Linked DNA regions of Mus musculus: all the other regions are linked to region 3. Evidence: chromatin contacts called from public Hi-C and HiChIP or PLAC-seq data. All regions are on one chromosome and are shown on one strand. The core of a region is the stretch at or near the end of the contact, and the rest is flanking DNA. Distances in the headings are between cores, read along the strand shown.

Evidence for each region. Hi-C and Micro-C count contacts between places; a contact is called where the count stands out from the background. HiChIP or PLAC-seq counts read pairs in DNA pulled down with a chosen protein or histone mark.
Region 1: a contact with region 3 is called in an H3K4me3 HiChIP or PLAC-seq map of neural tube, with 10 times the contacts expected there. The contact joins the enhancer-like site here to the promoter of Mir124-2hg in region 3. A contact is called at or near these places in 10 of 39 promoter capture datasets (the 3T3-L1 cell line, the HPC-7 cell line, cranial neural crest and 5 more), 1 of 484 Hi-C or Micro-C datasets (stem cell-derived motor neurons), 12 of 115 datasets of contacts at active chromatin or transcription factors (SST interneurons, VIP interneurons, differentiating embryonic stem cells and 9 more) and 1 of 9 other capture datasets (embryonic stem cells).
Region 2: a Hi-C map of cerebellum shows a contact between it and region 3, with 2.1 times the contacts expected there. The contact joins the enhancer-like site here to the promoter of Mir124-2hg in region 3. A contact is called at or near these places in 7 of 39 promoter capture datasets (the 3T3-L1 cell line, the C10 cell line, cranial neural crest and 3 more), 5 of 484 Hi-C or Micro-C datasets (brain, cerebellar granule neurons and cerebellum) and 9 of 115 datasets of contacts at active chromatin or transcription factors (PVALB interneurons, astrocytes, embryonic forebrain and 6 more).

What each region holds. Positions count from the first base shown.
Region 1 is chr3:16,845,500-16,849,835 of GRCm38.p6, forward strand. No RefSeq gene overlaps it. Among named protein-coding and RNA genes, the nearest start is that of Gm42184, 15 kb to the right of the region's middle. Within about 2 kb of position 1,877, at least 10 of the 459 cell types and tissues checked have an H3K27ac peak or open chromatin away from gene starts, as enhancers often do. A contact at or near this core is called in neural tube and stem cell-derived motor neurons, where this site is marked.
Region 2 is chr3:17,001,461-17,006,197 of GRCm38.p6, forward strand. Gm42185 (a long non-coding RNA gene) reads right to left here. Exons shown (of 2, transcript XR_880672.3): 2 at 1,211-2,041. Among named protein-coding and RNA genes, the nearest start is that of Gm42185, 66 kb to the right of the region's middle. Within about 2 kb of position 1,816, at least 4 of the 459 cell types and tissues checked have an H3K27ac peak or open chromatin away from gene starts, as enhancers often do. A contact at or near this core is called in cerebellar granule neurons and cerebellum, where this site is marked.
Region 3 is chr3:17,788,576-17,792,888 of GRCm38.p6, forward strand. Mir124-2hg (Mir124-2 host gene (non-protein coding)) reads left to right here and starts at 1,346. Exons shown (of 3, transcript NR_033490.1): 1 at 1,346-1,605.

The sequences.
Region 1 (4,336 bases), core at 627-3,126, 940 kb before region 3:
GGATGCTATGCTGAAAAGTGAGAATGTTCCGCTTTGTGGTTCATTTCTGTGATGAAGAAGACCACACAAAATAACCCTTCCCAGCTGCATCCTCTGAATGGATCGCCAAAGTGACTATCTTTTTCTGTTACAAGTGCTACAGTCCCTCAAGTAACATTACCACAGATTCATCAGCCAGCCTGAGACAGTAAATAAAGGAGAGTGAAACATCCCTGGGGACATGGAGTCTTGACTCTGGTTTGAATGGTATATCATTCTGAGGATTCACACATTTATTGACCCCCCCCCAAAAAGGGGGTCAACATGATAATGCAGTGTGTATTGATTTGGTTCAACTCAGAAATTGCTCATTTATTGCTTATATTTATGTAAATAAAGCAATAGCCTTTCATCTTCCAATTTCAACATGTTACTGAACTAATGTGGTTAAAGACATAGTTGAACTATCCTTAACAGGATTTCTGTTTCTATCATGAAGTGCAAAGGAACAATTATGTAAAATTAATATATTTCTAATAATTTGAGTATGCCTTTCAGCATCAGTATTGTAAACCCACGTCCTTTTTATTGTCCAAGACAATTTCACCCAAAACACTTTGGCATAATTCCTTTGTAGTTGTAGCTTGGTTTTCATGCTTATTTCTTTTCTACTACTAAATCTTTAAATCTACTAGCTTGGGAATGAATGAGGATGAAAGAATTTAGCCTTAAAATAGTTTCAAAAAAATCATGTCTGTTAAAATATTTTCTAATATTTATTTTTATTAAAACAGCAGTAAAAAGATACTATATAAAGTATGTATTATAGTCATGCATTTGACAACTTAACTCCTTTTTCCTAGGTCATTGCTTTGCTGTATAAGCTTGAAATAACTTTTTGGGACCAAATCATAGTAGACACAGAGCTATGACCCTAAAGATAAATATTGTTTTATTTTCCTTAGTTCAGGAGGGATAAATTAAGCTTTGAATGCAAAGAATTATGTTGTGACTGTGTAAAGTTATATAAAAGAACAATTCTGGCCATTGAAGTATAAGAAAACATATGTGTTATATTGATATTTGGTTTGATAGTTTGGCTCTTAATATTGCTGGGTACAAAAATCATTTTTCCTAAGCATTGTAATAACAATGGGCCTCTGGTATCTGTTTCGCCTCATCGCTGATTCATTCAGTATAAAAATAAATTGAGCAGTGCATTCTGTCAGACATCATTTTATGGAAAATGCAGTGTGGTTGATATTGTGCTCTATTCCTTAAACTTATCAAGCTACACAGCCACAAGGAGCTATTTACTGTGGGAACAAGCTATTCATTTGTAAGTACTCCCTTTGGATGCCAGGTAAGGGATATCCAGGACCTGACAGGTGCATAGTGTTTAAGGGCATCAGTCTTGGACAAAAAAAAAAAAAATGCATATAGAAGAGGTGAAATCAGTGTATAGTGAGCAGTGGGGAAGGAAATGACTTGTGCTCCTGCTGGTATATAAAGGTATATTATGCACAATAAGAATAGCTCAGTTCTGTGAGCTCCATGGTTTGCTTCCCTCTAGAAGTGAAGAAGGGTAATATGCAAGATTCTTTTGTCTTCCAGTGTAGCCTAGGCAATTACTTAATATTGATTTCCTAGAAGTTTTGTCTTATATATCAGCATTTTGTTAGCAAACTTCACAATGCAATCATGTTGGTACAGAGAGGAGTAGGGGGAAAGAAAAACCCTCTGTGAGCCAGTTCTTTGTGTAGGTAGCCTCTCCACATTCAGAAAGCTCTTGCAACTGTGCCTTTCCATCAGGGGAATTGCAGTCTTGGGGAATCCCTGTGCCTGATTATGGCTCTCCTCCCAGTGCTGCACTTTTGACCTCTGTATTGATTCTGTTCTCTCATCAAAAGCGCTGATGTAATTCCGTGAGCTGGGATCATGCCATGATTTGCATTTAGGATCTGCAACTGTGCGCTGACCCCAAACCATCTCATCAGAATAAAAGTGGACCAAATGGCAGATGCGTTTCCCCATAATATTAAAGTCTATTGAGCCATTTGGTGGGTTTCTTTATTGTACATAGAAAAGGCCATATACCATGCACTCTGGATTTTCATTTAGTTCCAATCAGAGACTAGAAAGGACTCTAAAATCTAATAGGGATCAAAGGGGATTTTATCGATTTTTACACCTGGGCCAATCAGTAGCAGTCCAATCTGTTAAAGCAACACAAAATAATAAAACTACATATATGTTCAGAAATTCTGTGATATTCATACTTTATTTTATTGCTTTGGGTTTTTTTTTTCAGTATTTTCTTACTAATATATAGAAACCCTGGAGCCAGAGTTGACTTTCTACATAAATACAGTAAATTGGCATGCTATTTAATTCCTAGAAGAAAACAGCAAATGTCATCAGTGAATACAATACAGTCTACAAGTTGACCATTAAATAAAGTTTTGTTCTGTATTGTTTTCATTTCTTTTCTTTCTGCTTTTTCTTCTTTCCTATTTCTTCTTCGGGAACTTGGAAAGATTGCGAGAAAGTACATTTGCAAATATAAATAGGGAAATTGAATTTCATAGAAAATCCCTGTTAATCTTCATATATCTGTAACACATTGCGTTTTCTGACACCCCCTTTATGCTGTCCACTCATACTTATTAACTTGAGTAATAGTGTTTAATGAACATTTAGAGGTGGAGTGAGAATCTAGTGATAAACACAGCAGGGGCAGTCCCATATGGAGCTGAGATGCTATTTGGAGAGTCAGACAACCAACTACAAATAACTGTGGTGGGAAAGAAGCGTGTTTATTATAGCTGTGTGTAGAAGTTACTTTGTGTGACACTGAAATTATTTGGGAGAAACACTGAAAGGTTCTGTGAAAGTGACCTTAAGGAACTGAGAAGTGGGGCAGCCATGTCTACAAACAAAGGAAAGATTTTTTTTTTTTTTTCTATATAGAAGTGGGGACATGAGACTGCGTGGACATGAAACCACAAAAGATGAAGAAGGCTGTGTAGTGCCTGTATGTCTTGTACTTGGGAGAAGCTTTTATGGTGAGATATTTTGGAGGGAAACTTAATAGAATTGCATATTATGCCCAGACTGGTGGGAGTTAGACTGAGATGGCACAGAGGACCAGAGTTTAATAAATGCTCTGGGATGATCAGAAATGGTAAGAAATGTTTCAGATTGTTACAGGTCACGATTTGAAGAATCAAACCAGTAATCCACAAACCCATATTTTTAAAGGAGTTTTCAAGTAAGTACTGTGAAGATAAATAAGAAATATAAAAGACAACAATAGAGGTTGTATAGATCCAGGAATCATGTTAATAAAGTCTTTTTTAAAGATCTTAAAAGTACTCATTTCATCAAAGAAGAACTGGATCTCATAATGAGGATATAATTTTAAAAATGTCTGCATGTACAAAAATATTAATGAATATTGATATTTTATATTGACATTGAATATTTCTATAAGTATTGCATTGAATACTTATAGATTAGTCTACTTTCACTTGGATTATCTCAATAGATACTCAAAAACAGCAGTGTGAGCAAAAGGGCGCATCCACAGTCAGGAGTGACATTTAAGTGGTGGTTGCTATCGGTTAAAAGGCAAAAATTCTTTTTTTTTCCTTTTTTTTATTGGATATTTTCTTCATTTACATTTCAAATGCTATCCCAAAAATCCCCTATACCCTCCCCAACCCCTGCTCCCCTACCCACCCAGTCCCACTCCTTGACCATGGTGTTCTGGGGCATATAAAGTTTGCAAGACCAAGGGCCTCTCTTCCCAATGATGGCTGACTAGGCCATCTTCTGCTACATATGCAGCTAGAGACAGGAGCTCTGAGGATACTGGTTATTTCATATTGTTGTTCCACCTATAGGGTTGCAGACCCCTTCAGCTCTTGGGTACTTTTTCTAGCTCCGACATTGGGGGCCCTATGTTCCATCCGATAGATGAATGTGAGCATCCACTTCTGTATTTGCCAGGCACTGGCAAAGCCTCACAGGAGACAGCTATATCAGGGTAAAAGGCAAAATTCTTAAAACCAGGCTTTCCCATTATGAAGTTTCTGTCCTTTCTTCTAACATTGTACATAACACTATATTTGAACCTCTTAAAATTCCTGCTAGTAGCTTTTCTTTAAATGCTCATGTATTCCTATAACAAATGCTTGTTGTTTTTTGGAAAGTGATACTTGGGTAAAGTTTCCAGGAATGTATGTGTTAAATACACCAGGATTCACTGCTAAAATCTTTTTACTATGGCTGCTAGAGAATTAAAAATGGTTTCAGATGAGTGATCCCATATGTTTCTCATTGGCCTACAAGAAAC
Region 2 (4,737 bases), core at 566-3,065, 790 kb before region 3:
AATAATAAATAAAAATTCAAGTAAAAATACCCTAAGTACATCAAAACAAATTTGTGAATGGAGTCTAAAGTATAGACAGATGCATTAAAGCACTGTGGTCGTGTTACCCCTTGTACCAAGCCATTGCCAGATGCTATTTTCATGCATCACTTTGAAGATACTTAATGCAAAATATGTTGGAAAGCTGTTATTTGGCTTTTTCAAAAGTTCCCAGGAAATAACCTTCAGTCCAATTATGTTTTTCCTCAAGATAAAAATGTTAGGCCTTTATGATTTATAATGGTTTTCTTCTGAGTGAATACCAAGTACATAAAAATCCTTTTCATTTTTGGAAATCAGTAAGTACTTGATGGTAAATATATGTAGAATGGATAACTATGAGTCAGAAGAAACAAGACATAGGGCAAGAAAGAAAATTCTTAGCTTTATGCCAAGGTTCTATTATGGAGGATTTAAATATAATGCATTGAAAGAAAATTATGTATCTTGACACATTCTGGTTTAAAAATTTTATCCATTAAGACCAGCATGTATGTGCTAGTGAGTAAAGGCAATGAACAGGTAACAGCCACGGACCTGTCATAAAGCAACTTAGTCAACCCCACACCCTCTGTCCTCATAAAACCATCATCCCAGTGTGCTCTGTGTCATGACGGATGGTGATTTATGACAAGTCAAGTGAAAGAATTTGAAAAGAACATTTTGATTCTAAAGTGTAAATATAGTTTGTAGAGGAACTGTGTTTACATCATAGTATGCTAGAGTCTGCTAATCTGTGAATCAATATGTATGTAATACTAGAGTCAGCTATACTCCATAACAAAGGCCACATTTGAGATTTCCCTTGATCTATGGCCCAATAAATGGATGTTTATTCTCAGATGACCTAATTCCTGTTTTATTCATTTAATGCCTTCAGGCCCAAGAGTTAAAGACAAGGTCCAGCAAAATGTCAGTTATTTCTTGAGTTAGATGGCAAGAGATAAACAGAGGACCAATAACGCAGCACACCCAGATGTCCTTGGTAAGAGATGTCAGGTCAAATCAGATTGAAAATATAACCTGACAGAAATGACAGAGAAAAAAGATTATGGGGATCTCCTTCAAGCTTCATGAGCATTTTTAGTTTTCAGGCATGTTTAATGATAAGTGTTCCATGTTGCTGTGAATGTTGAGCATGTAAATAAAAGAGTAGACTTAGAGCCTCAAATACAGCCTATAATAAAAAGTACTTTATTATTTTGAGGAATAGTTTAAATCCTGGCTGAACCATATTTTCAGAGTAATGAAAAGGAAAAAGTCTAAAACATTTTTAACTAAATACTGTACACTAGAGTTGGTCAGACACACTAGTTCATGCACCATTTCTTCCATTTATTAAGTTATATCAAGCTCTTATTATGGCATGAGATAATTCTAACAATGTTTTGCGTTTCTGAGTGGTGCATAATATGCAAATATCTTATAATCATTCACAACACAGTTCCTATCATTTACATTGTAAAAATTCATTCTGTGTCTATCATATCCTAGGAGCAGGATTATAAAAATAAGAAAAGATATTTCAATACCTCAATACCCCATGGCTTCTGAACTCAGATATCCTCTAAACTTAGAAGGCATTACAATGTTAGGAACTGGTATTCAATAGATAAAGAATAATGGACATGAAACTGATACAAGGCATCGACATCATAAAAATATGGCAACCTAGGGTTTCACAACAGATATCCAGAAGAGCATAGTGTTCAAAGAGAGAGTCTATTTTTCAGGTGTTTGCTTCTCCAGGCTGCTGCTCCAAATGAGATCACTATCCAAAGTAAAGAGAGCAGTTGGGAATGTCTTCCCCTCTCTATTGCCTGAAGGTCAGCAGCCATCTGTTCGAACCATGCTGGCTTTCCAACTGAGTGTGAAAACAGATTTTCACATCCAAGAACAAAGGGCATGGCTGAGTCATGGAAAATGTAGATGATACAGTTGCCTTCATCCACTGAGAATATGCGTCTCAATTTTCTATAAATGGACTCTTCATCAAAGTGTCCTGTAATGGAAAGAATGAAATATATTGATCATTAGGAAAGGAGAAAAGATGATCAGGGATTGAGTTTTCTTTCGGAATGATAAGGAAATTGCAAAAATGAGAAGGTTATTCTTGAATAATAAACCCCAGTACTACATTATAAATATACAGGATAAATCCACTACACAAGAATCTCCCAACTCTTGGAAAATAATAAAACACAAGTTATATACTTTAGCATTGCACACTTTGAATGATTTTTTTTTACATTTTAATTGAAATAATTTTTCATTATGAACACATTACTGACCAAAAGATTAAAATCATTAATGATGACTGTTCTTTCAAATTTTGGCAGGCAAAATGCTGACCTAGCAGCAGTGTATTGTTTCTGGTTTCCCTGGCAATTAACAAATATTGCTTGATGATAAACTCTCCAATTGTATGTACCACAACAGATATTATTTACATTATAAACTATACAGTTTTAATACAATACAAAATGCTGAATTTAAGTAAGGTATCTCTACTAGATATTTCAAACACATCACACAGTTTCTTATACTTGGTGAAATATTTAAAATAAAAACTCAAGTACCAGGTGCCTTATTATTTTTAATTTATTTGAAAGACATTAAATAGTCTACAATTAATTATGTACCTGTATTAAGACCTTCAGTTTATAGGATCAAAACTTCATAATAGCCCTAAGTAATTCCATTTTGCAGTATGATGAACATTGGTAATGTTCAAAAATTAGAAAACATATTCTCTTTGATCTTTGTACCATAGTGAAAATCAGAATTCAGATCCTAGGAATAGATTTTTCTTCCAATAGCTGATTTCTCCTAGAGGAATACATGATTAAGTAGCATATGTTAATTGTAATAAAGTAACAAAGGAACTAGAAATTTATTTTTTGTTTACTGAATTCTAGCATCTAGCATCTCAAAGATGTTTGCCCTGGGATTAAAGCACTGAAGGAAAAAGTTGCTAACCCTAGGACTGAACAGTCTTACTAATTATTTTAGCAATTCCAGCACTGAAATGGAGATTGGGACTCAGGCAGGCACACATTTCAGAGTGAGCATTTTGTATAGCTGATTTTAATTCATAGTTCAGCATATAGATTGGGCATCTGAATGTATGTTTAAGAAGTAAAAAGATTTACCGGATGCATGGAAGTTTTCTAACTGATGATGCAGAAAGAAAAATGATTTCTCTCATATCACGTCATGTTTCTGAGAGTCATTGTTGAAAATCAATCCTTATATGACTTCATTCATTTCAAAGTTATGTATGAGTAGAACATTGCTACCAAATGCAGAGATGAACAGTAGAGTTTTGCTTGTGTTCCCATTATTGTTTAGTGGAGCCTATAGTTGGTTTACCAATAAGACCTCATTGCTAGACATTTGGAGCCTCAATAAGAAGTATCAAATATCTTTTCTTTTTCTTTATAAAATAAGCTTCTGCATGTTTCTGAACATAGTAGTAAGAATAATTAAAATGTAATCATCAATTGACTGAGGCAGTTTGTCTCTCAAGCTGCAGTAAGTTTTGCTAGGTGATTGTACCAGGGTCTCTTCACTCAGCAAGAAGTTGTGTGAGGACATGGGGGAAAGGCATCCATGTGTAAGTAAGGCAAGAGGGTGCAGGAAATATCGGACATGTCAGCAACTCCGTCTTGGAATCCAAGCATCCAGAACTGTGGAAGATATTTTCTATGCTCACATCACCCAGTCTGTGATAGTTGGCTACAGCAGCTCCAGCAACGTGGAAGGAAAGAAACAGTGACTATATTTTGAAATTGGTTATGACCAATAAAATTCATTCCCTCTTAGACTCTAAATTCCAAAGTAAAAAACAAATGATATATACAAATAAAAACATAAAATCATTTACTGTATAAAAAAGTTGAAAATTATATGAAAAAAAGTTAAGTAGATTTAGAGACTCAGCCCGGCTTTTCCACTTCCCTTCCAGCAGGAGAGTGGGGAAATCATCCTTAAGGTGTTAGTGATTTAGCAGTAGAGAACATGGGAAATCCAGTCATAAATATAGAAGCACACGATTTCAGAGAAAAGAAGCATGCAAAGGCTCTTACATGGGGCAAAAGTAGAGTTCTGAGTACAATGTGGCAAGCCAAGGAGACAGGCTGGGATGTGTGAAGAAGGCCAAGGCAGAACAGTTACTATCTTTGAAAAATCTTAGAAACCAAACCAACCTCTTAGATGTTGGGAAGTTGCTAGGTGCTTTTCCAGCCATGAATATTTCTTATTTCTCAGTATCTGTGTGTCTTACAGATTTTTAGTATGTGAAAAGCAACAGTACTTATTTTCTTCAAGATCTATATGTTTGTTTTTTAATAGAGTAAACAAAAATCCTTGAATGGCATTCCATAAACTGCATGGATTCCACTCCCAAGTTTGAAAGACTTTTACTTACACCATATTCTTCTATATTTTATGTTGAGAAAATTAATGTATGTCTCCTTTTCAGATCTACACCATTCAGTGCTACAGAGTAAAATAAAGATTATATTATAAAAGGGAAAACCTCTGAGATTGTTCGGAAGAACACAGAATAAGGCTATTGACAAATAGACTGCTTAGTTCCAAGGGAAGCTGGCAGGTTTAAAGTGAACCACACTTCTTTTTAAGGTAGAAATGAGGAGTGGAATAACCCAGTTTTCTTAAAACACACACACACACACA
Region 3 (4,313 bases), core at 96-2,595:
GTTCTTGACTAGAGTTAGAATGAGAAATGGGGGTAGGAGCTGACAGTAGACTTAGCAGCAAATTACTGACAATTCAAAGTTTTTTGTGGTAAGGGATTCTACAATTTCCCAGAAGATGGGAGCACTAGGAAGGAGAAAAACACTCCTAAGTATCTTCCTAGCAGTGGCCTTGGGGGAGGGGGGGGTGGCAGGTGAGTGAGAGAGGAAGGTGGCCTTGCCACCCCACCACCTTCATTGAGGTAGAGCAATGGCTTGGTCTGGATTCTTTCTGAAAGAGAAACTGCAGGAATGCAGAGTTGCTTTTTGCGCCCCAACCTACTTAAAGGAGTGGGAGCCAAACCCCTGCTCCCAACAACAAGCAGCATTTTCCTTATCAGAAGCCCTCTGGGACTCAGCAAGCTTGATAGGCTCTGGCTCTGATGTCCCATAAGGCCCACTCTGTGGCTGGAAGAAACATGATCAAAACCCATGGAACTCAGACTTCACTGACCACAGAGTCCTGCCTGGAAAAGTTGAAAACATTCTCCCGAGCAAGGCCTATTTGTAGAACTCCTCAACCTAGTGTCTGTATAGCAAATTCTGATCCTATTTCATATTAAGAACATACTTACGTTTTTATTTAGTCCAGCAGATTTTCCCAAATGACTTAATTTCTTCCTGAGGCAATTTTAAAAATTCAGAATATTATTGTTTTTTAAAAGGAAAGAAATAGAAAGGCTCTCATTTAGAGCACTGAGGGATGTTATCAGTGTGACCTTGACGTGTAAATGGAGAAGGCATGCTAGGTTTGAGTCCGAACTCTTGTCTTCTTGCGTATCTGAGATGTTCTCGGTCTGGCTAAGAACAGGGACATGAGGAGAGATTTGTTTTTAAAGGTTACCATTAGCGGTTCACTAGCTGAGGTTAGGAATTTTGTATTTTTATATTTCGTGAAATTCATGATTTAATTATACTCCTCAAACAAATTAAGGGCAGGCCTTCTACACAAATTGGAGGCAGCTAAATGCTCTTTTGTGCCTGCAGCTCTCGGATTGTTAAAGAGGCTGCTGATGCATGAGAAGAAGTGCCTGATTTAACTCATTGGGATGCAGGAAGCGACCTGCCCTCTTTTGAAAAAAAAGTGAGAGAGAGAGAGAGAGAGAGAGAGAGAGAGAGAGAGAGAGAACACTAGCTTTAGAAGAGCAAGAGGGTGAGTGACAGAGAGAGGAGAGGAGAGGAGAGGAGAGGAGAGGAGAGGAGAGGAGAGGAGAGGAGAGGAGAGGAGAGGAGAGGAGAGGAGAGGAGAGGAGAGGAGAGGAGAAATACAGGGGCAGGGGGTGTGTGCCAAACTCCTTCTTTGCTGAGTAGAAAGCTTCTGAATTTCAAGCAGAAAGTGGAAGGAGCTCCACAGAGCAATATCTTGGGCTGCGTGTGCAGAGCGTAGACAATGAAAATCTCCGCCCCCTCCCCCATGCTCTCAAGTCTTCAAGATTTTTTTCTTTCCTTCACAACGATGGAAGCTATGTAAAAATCAAATACACAGAGATGTATATACTTTTTTTTTTTTAAAGCACAGACTAACAAACCGAAGGACCTGACCATGGATTATTCAAGGACTCACCTGCTGTAAGTACTGTCTGTCTTTTCCTGGGTTTTTAAGCTCTGCTTCGCGCGGTGAACTGAGTGTTCCTATTGTGAGCAGAGTTGCTGCCTGTGTCTGTATGTTTTTATTTGTAGGGGCTTCCTGCATTGTTTTTGTTTTGTTTTGTTTTTCTGTACCTAAGCTGCAGCATTTTACCTAGGCTAGTAATAGAGTCCTGTTATTATGCTGTGGATTGTAGCAGTGGGCTGGGGGCAGGGGAGGCGCACAGATCAGGGTTTCCCGCGCTTTGAGCATCCTTAAGAGTTGCTGCCAGCTTAACATCCTCGCTGAAAGATTGGTTCCTGTCGCTCAAAGGGTAGGACTACGGAGCTACCGGACGAGCTCTGGGGACAGGATGGAGTCAAAAGGAGAGATCTTAGACTGGGAGATGATGGGCCTCCATCCCCACAACAACACACCTAGTTTAGAGCCCTCTGCTGCCCACCGCTAACACCCGTTGTCTTGGGAGGATTAACACGGCCCTGAGCGCTGCTTCTGGAACCGAGCCTTTCCTGCGTTTTTGTTTTGTTTTGTTTTGTTTTTAACTTAAACCTTAAAGCTGGGATCTTCTAGACATCAGGGCTAAGTGAGGATGCCTCTGTGTGTGTGTGTGTGTGTGTGTGTGTGTGTGTGTGTGTGTGTGTGTGTGTGTGTGTGTGACCAAACAATATAAATTGCCATTCGCGGAAGATATTTTCTAGCCTCTTGAAAATATGCAAGAATTCTGCGGCCCATGCTTCCTTTGTGTAGCAGGCAGCGCCAAGCGCTTTGTGCTTCGCAAGTAGAAAATGGCGAGTCCTATTGTGTTTAGGCCATTTTCTTCCGGTACAAGGATTTCCCAAGTTTTCAATACTTTGAGGGGCAGGAGCAAGAATCAGCCCTCTTATACCCAGAAAAGCAAAAGCGGAAGCGGCTATGGCTGGGCCCCTTGGCCCGGTGGGTATGGACCTTGCTTTGAAACCAAGGGTCTGTTTCCCTGCTGTCCAGATATTTGAATAGAAACAATTTGTACTGGTCGGTGCCCTTTAAAGATTTGTAGTTCTAGAGGGCATTAGATCATAAGTGTGTGGTTATACACATACATGAAAATAATACCTCTCCTCTGATAACCTGCAGAAAATGAAAACAAAACAAAACAAAACAAAAAACCACCAATCATTTGGGGGTGGGGTAGTGTATTGTGTTTTTTCCTTTCTCCAGTCATCCCTGGGAGAATCACAGGACAAGATTATTTTTACTCTACTGTGTCAGTCTTTAGATTTTTTTAAACCTAAGATGAAATGCTATTGGTATTGGGGCAAAGAACTACTGAGTAAGAAGCCTTAGTCACTTCATCATCATGCTGTCCTCACTGCCATAGAAAGTGCTGGGGTTAGTAGGGGGATTCTTCAGAATTGGCTCATTGTAGATGTGAGATAGCTATCTACACTGCCCACAGCTGTATGAAGATACAATAGAGACAGGACGATCTCCCAGAGGAGTATTGTTCCGTTCTTTCTCTCTTTTTCCTTGGAGTATCAATTTTATAAATTTTCTTGGTCTAGCTAAGCCATATTCAAAAGTAAACAAAGATGACTCTACAAGACTAAAGAGCTCTGTGTTACTTTTCTTAGCCAGAGGGGAGAGGGTGAGACAAAGTGGGCAGATGAAAATTTTATATCCTATTTATTAAAGATCTTTGTATAGGTGCATTGAGCGATCGTTTGTCAGTTCAGAAATAATGAAATGTAGCCCTCTCCCCATTTGATTCTGGTACTTCATTTGGTGAGAAATACAGAAAAAAAATGAAAACAGCTGAATGAAGAAGAAATGGGGCTCACATACTATTCTCCTCCTTTTATATAATCTTAAAAAGTTAAGAAGTCAAATTAATGAAGAAACACATTGACTTAAAATTTTCCAAAGCACTGGAGCTTGTTCCTTCATATGGATCAAAACCATGGACAGCGAACTAGTTATTAAGCAAACCGACTCCAGCAAAATTGTGTGTGAAATTTTACCTTCATAGCATCTGTTGGAGGCAACGAAAATTTTATTTTATAACAATTTGGAATAAATCTTGAATTTAAAACTAAAATTTGAATTTAAGGGATACTGTATGCATTCTACCACGTTTTAAGGAAATGATAATTCATATCTTCAACATCTGTCCTTTCTCATGGATGTGACTTTTTAAAAATCAAACTAAAGGTCATTTCTACCTTATGTCACTAGTAAATTACAGTTTTAAATACATTCATTTTGGTATGGGATGTTTGTTATAGGACATACAGCTGAATAAAGAAAGAGAAATTTTATATTTTGTCTGGGATTAGCTGAATGACACTAGAGCAAATTAAATAGATTTTTATCAGTGACTAGGTTTCTAAATGCATAGAATTGGAAAAATTAAATGCCACTTTGATAGACAGGGATAATATGAATAGAGATATGACTCCCATACCCCCATTTATTTCTGGACAGACACTATAGTGCATAACTAACTGTGCAGTGACTGGTTAGACGGACACTCACCCTAACCCCCAGGAAAACAACAGACTTTCACATACATATTGATCCAGGTTAGGGCACAGGTTTGGTTCACTGTGGCTCTGTGTCAAATAACTATATTGCTTTTTGCATGAGTTTCATTACCTTAACCTTTTCAGAAGTGAAATTCATCACAATTATTTCTCTTGTGGATTATATAACT